2 separate regions of the Drosophila melanogaster genome follow, and region 1 is linked to region 2. A link is a contact called in public targeted proximity ligation data. All regions are on one chromosome and are shown on one strand. The core of a region is the stretch at or near the end of the contact, and the rest is flanking DNA. Distances in the headings are between cores, read along the strand shown. Region 1 holds the start of SCaMC (Short Calcium-binding Mitochondrial Carrier). Region 2 holds the start of lncRNA:CR45444 (long non-coding RNA:CR45444).

What was found.
Region 1: a targeted proximity ligation map of the Kc167 cell line shows a contact between it and region 2, with 4 times the contacts expected there. A contact is called at or near these places in 13 of 107 Hi-C or Micro-C datasets (the D17-c3 cell line, the Kc167 cell line, the S2 cell line and 4 more) and 1 of 7 datasets of targeted methods (the Kc167 cell line).

The regions. Positions count from the first base shown.
Region 1 is chr3L:12,413,418-12,416,117 of dm6, reverse strand. It overlaps SCaMC (Short Calcium-binding Mitochondrial Carrier), which reads left to right and starts at 1,276. Exons shown (of 8, transcript NM_206345.2): 1 at 1,276-1,416; 2 at 2,032-2,670. The coding sequence starts at 2,215. It overlaps ArfGAP1 (ADP-ribosylation factor GTPase activating protein 1), which reads left to right. Exons shown (of 5, transcript NM_079316.3): 4 at 114-173; 5 at 249-1,092. The coding sequence ends at 782.
Region 2 is chr3L:12,335,974-12,338,673 of dm6, reverse strand. It overlaps lncRNA:CR45444 (long non-coding RNA:CR45444), which reads right to left and starts at 1,322. Exons shown (of 1, transcript NR_124903.1): 1 at 975-1,322. CG10418 reads right to left here and starts at 1,998. Exons shown (of 3, transcript NM_140313.3): 1 at 1,957-1,998; 2 at 1,828-1,895; 3 at 1,438-1,764. The coding sequence starts at 1,959. The coding sequence ends at 1,548.

The sequences.
Region 1 (2,700 bases), core at 27-2,526, 77 kb before region 2:
CTTAACAACAAAAGAGAGCAAAATCCCTTTAGTTAATCCCCATATTTGTTTGTTAATTTAATTGGTACACCTTATTGTTTGTATTATTTATTTGCATCTTTTTTTGGTTGTAGATTAAAGAGGGAACTCTGCTAGATTCCGTACAATGCGGAGTTACCGATGTAGCCAGCAAGGTCTGTAGTTCCCCATCATCCAGTTAATCTTCTCTAAACCCACATCCCTCTAACATATAAACATACCGATCGCAGGTCACCGATATGGGCAAACGAGGTTGGAATAATCTGGCGGGCAGCAACATTTCGTCGCCGCAGGGCGGATACAACGATCCCAACTTCGAGGACAGCAGCGCCTACCAGCGTTCCAATTCCGTGGGCGGTAATCTGGCCGGAGGCTTGGGTCAGCAGAGCGGCGTCAGCGACAGCGACTGGGGCGGCTGGCAGGACAACGGCAACAGCAAGTCGCACATGACCAGCTCGAGTTCGTACCACAATCAGTTGAGTAGCAGCAGCGGCGGCGGTACCGCCTCCGCCGGCCTAACCCGCGACGCTGACTGGTCCGGCTTCGAGGCGACGAACTATCAGAGTTCAGAGACCTCCTACCAGAACGCTTCGTCCGGCGGATCGACAGCTCGCCGCAACATGAAGCTGCAGGACACATCGCAGAAGCTGAGCGAGGGCTTCGAGAGCCTGGACGTGAAGAGTGTGAAGCCCAAGACGGCAACGGCCTCGTCCGCCAACAAAGGCACTGCCGAGGACGACGCCTGGAATCTGCTGATGAACTAGAAACCGTGGCGAGCAGCTTATGCGATTGTATTTTTTGTATTCCATTCGGTTGTCAAGTTGTGTCTCCTTTGTTTTATGTGTCTCTTGATGTCTGGCCCCGAGGCTGCTATGCGCGCATTTAATGTAACCAACTGAATTGTGTATTCATTCTTCGACTTCAAACATAAAGTGCAACTATTCCCGATTATTTCCACAGTTTAGACCAATTTTGTATAGATCTACTTAACTAACGAATTACTTAGCTTAAAGTGTATGCCAGGATACTGCGAGGGATGCGAGATGAGAAAATACATATTATGTTAACAAGTGTAGTCGTTCGTTTTTTAAATGGGCGGTTTTAAATTCAAAAAATATAAATATTTGCAAATTTAAAAAATACATTTAAAATTAATAGTGTTACCCTACAATTCCACATTTTAAAAACCACAAATAGGTTTGAGTCACGGCTAAGCAGTGACGCGATGCATTTTAGGGTATTTTCGACCACACAAGAAGTATATCTAGATAAACGTTCGTGGTCACACTGGCAAACCCAAAAAATTAAAATTGAAGAGTTCTGCGTGAATCGCTTTAAGCCACAAAGTCGCCGAAATAGCGTAAAAGCAGACGAACTCTTAAATAGCTCGACCAGTAGGTAGTGACCACAGAAAAAGTGGGAAATGCAATTGAAGCTTGCCACTTTCTTTTGCATATCCACATTCCTTTCGCCTGCATGTGAGCGTGTGTGTGTGTGTGTGCATGAAAATCGAGTGCAGAATAATTTTTGCCAAATTGGCAACAATTTGCAAGCGTTTCGAGAGAAATTTGAGTCACACCTGTCTGGAAAATGGGCGGAGAATTCAGAAAAGAATGTAGAAAGTGTGTGAGAGCGTGAAGAATTCTTCGGTTAAAGCTACGCTTTGCAAAGTAGAAAGTTCGAGTTGCTGGGGGAAAGTCTCCCTTTTCCCAACACTCCCCCCCTCTACCACGACTTTTGGAGACATGTGCGTGCGTGTGCGTGAAGCTGTGGGTTTTTCAAGGTTTTCCGGAAAATCGCTGGCCTTCAAAATTAACTGCGAAAATCAATGGGATGTGGGTTGTACGCGGGATCCTGAAAATTGGCACCTACAATGTACATATGTAGTTCTCCAGCCAAGAAGAGGATGACTTCATCGCGGGGAAATTCGATACGTTGAGCTGTTTTATTTATCTTTCGCCCAGACATAACATTATAAACTAATGTGTATACAACACTCGATACCTCTTTCAGACGACTGTTTTTCCATTTGACTTGCCAAGTAGTGCAAAATGAGCCGGCCATAAGAGCAGAGCAGCTGATAGCCCAACACGTAATCCCCCAGAGAATCGGAAACCGAGCAAACCCAGAGAAATCCTTCAGCTGCCAGTTAAAGAACAGAAAACTCAAGGTAAACTGTAAACACGAGTGTGGAGAATGGTCAGAAAGCAAGTTGGAATCGAAAACAGTGCATCCTTAGCAGTAAGCAAGCAGCAGGATCAAAAGGAGCAGGACTATAAGCCAGAGGATCAAAAGCAACAGCACATCGACATCGACTTGACGCCCGATCCGGCCAGCAACTTCAACTTCGCCCAGCAGGCGCAGGCCAACTACTCCGCCCGCACGCTAGCCGCCAGCTATGAGCACGGCCAAAATCTCGGCCTGCAACATGCCCATCTTGCCACCAGCAGCACTACCAACACGCCCTTGGCCTATGATCTGCACGAGGTCGCCAGCTCCGGCTCCATCCTGCCCACCGAGATCCCCATCGAGGACGAGGAGCGGCTGGAGCGCATCTTCAACAAGCTGGACCGCGATGGCGACGGCAGGATCGATATCCACGACCTGTCAGCGGCACTGCACGAGTTCGGGTTGTCGAGCGTTTACGCGGAGGTGAGCAAAGCCTATTTATAGGATGATATA
Region 2 (2,700 bases), core at 73-2,572:
AATTTGTATAGTTTATTTTTTAATAAAACCCGAATGATCCCAGCGTAACTTTACGAGCTAACTTTTACGCGCCACGCACAGCTCAACACGTTGATGAACTAGGACGTACTGCAGCATGTGCCCCATAAATCCCCCAGAGCTCACATCCACCCGCCGGAGCACGGGTATATTACAAAATTTTTATGTGCGCCACAGGCTGAGGTCGCCCTCCCCACTCCACCATAGCGATAGGCCAGAAACGAGGACACTTTTCCCTTTGCCAGTGCCACCCATTCCGAAAATAGAAAGTCCGATGCGGAGAAAAACTTTCTGGCCCAAAATGCAAAACAATCTTTGCGAGCCGGAGTCGGACGAACAATGCGATGCGTCTCGAAATCTCAATTTAGAAGCTGCGCCGGAAACAGGAACCCAATTACCACAAATAATGAAAGATGGACTCCGCTGGGCTGGACTTAACTTCCCCCTTCAATTATGCGCAGTCAGACGAGCTACGAGTCCTTAGCACTGACCAAAAAATTCTGACTATAACCATTCAAAAATGTAATAAAAAAGGGAGGATAATTTCAGCGATAAACTTCCGGTTTCTGGTACCATTTAAATTCAATTAAGTGGAATATTACAAGGTAAAGATTCTGATGTCAAGCTATTTTTTTTTAATAATGACATCAAGCTTAAAAAGGAATATATGTTGCTAAGCGAACTAGCTTAGGATGGCAATAATTTGTTTATAAAAATTCTATTTACAATCAAATTTGGTAACATTATATTCGAAGTAGCTATGTTTTTTTTCTGCCTGTAGCCCTTCAACTTTTAATGGATCGATATTTCGTGATGTTCCGCTGACCAACTGCCAAAGTTTAGAACGCGATTCCCTGGCCATTCCGAAATGTAAATGCCGAGCGAAAAGTGTTCCACGAATGCGTATTTTATTTTAAGTACGAATTCCAGCAAACAAAGCCATTCGATGGCGGCTGGCGAAGAGGCACTTAAGGAGCGGGTCGAGGTCCAGAAAATTAAAAGCATTCCGCCAGGCTCCTCCATTTTATTGCGGATAAAAGGTTGAATTCGAGGGCCGGGCCATAATAGCAATCACAATCGTAAAACGGGCTGCAAGTACATACGAGTATAGTCGTGTGATATAGCAACCCATTGTGGAAACCTTGTATGAATGAGTCCGTGTATCCGGTGATGTGTAGACAAGGCATCCAGACATTCAGACAGCCAGTACATCGTCACAGCAATTATACAAATTTATGGACCATTATCAACATGACACAAAATTTGGCCCACAAGCCACACTTGGCTCTACTGGCTCCATTCAAGCGTGGAGCGATAAAAGCTGGGACATTTGCGCAAGCGTAGGGAGCAGCACCCACGGTAACCTCGAGACTGACTCATCGAAAACTGATGGGCCGTAAATAACGTACATAGCGACTTAATACGGGGATTCCTCTTATTGGTTTTGCTTTAACAGAATTTCACTTAGGTTTTTAGGACAGTTTACGAAGCAATGGGTAGATCCAATTGGGCTGCTGGTAGTGGTATTCTTATCTTGTGCTCACAACAGCCTCCTTTCGCGCCGCATCCTGGAGCAGCTGGGTGTCCACCTCGTCGCCCGGCAGCTGCACGTATCGCACCACGGAGCCACGGATGAAGCAGTTCTTGACGCTCAGCATGTGGGGGTACTTGTCCGGATCTGTGACACTGATATCCGTCAGCTTGATGTTCAGGTACTGATCCACCGAGTGCAGGGTGCCACATATGCTGTTTAATTATAAAGAAAGTATTAAAAATTCCTCAATTTACCGGCAAATAAACGAATCTCACCTGAGGTCGTTTTTCAACTCCACAACGACTTCCTTGCCCACCAGCGACTTGAAGAAGGAGTAAAAGAGCTGCAGATTACATAAAGCGTTAATGTTAATTCTTAAATTCACAGTTATTTCGGTTTTGTACCATTGTTATTGTTTATTGCAATTTCGACGAACGCGTTGTTTTTTTTTAGAGATGTGCACTGTAAAAATAAAAAACTATCGATCGCTGTTTTAAAAAATACATATCGATACATTTCATGTGTGATTGTGAGTAACGATATTCTATTAACATTTGGCTTATAAATATTACTTTCATAAAATTTGATCAAAAATTAATGTATATTAAATCTTTAAACTGTGTGGCTTAAAAGGAATTAAGCAGTAGCTGAGCTGCCATCTGTTAATTATTTCTATCCATGTGGCAACGCTTTGTCGTCGCTATTGGTCGAGTTTCATAAAAGCCAGCTTTGTACGGGCAGCATTTTGGCGGGCAAAAAAATATGGTTTTTAAATAATATATTTCGGTCAATTTATGAAGCTTTACTAAGGCATTCATAGTATTCACAAAAAAAAGGTGTATATATTCGCAGTCGAGTAAATACAGTAAACGCAATAAGTTTTCTTTTTAGTTATTGTGCTCTTTATTTATTATCAAGCATCAACGCATCTTAAATGGATTTTTCGATAATACGGCAAATAAAAAATTTAAAATAAATTAGGCTGTGTAAATAAATACGAAATAAATAAATAAATATTCTTACAATTATATAAAAAAAAAATTAATTTTTTAAAATAAGAGACGATATTACCGATAAAAGACGAAGGATAAAAAATAAGAAATAAAGGAAAATCATGCGAAATAAAAATATTAACAATCGCAAGTCAA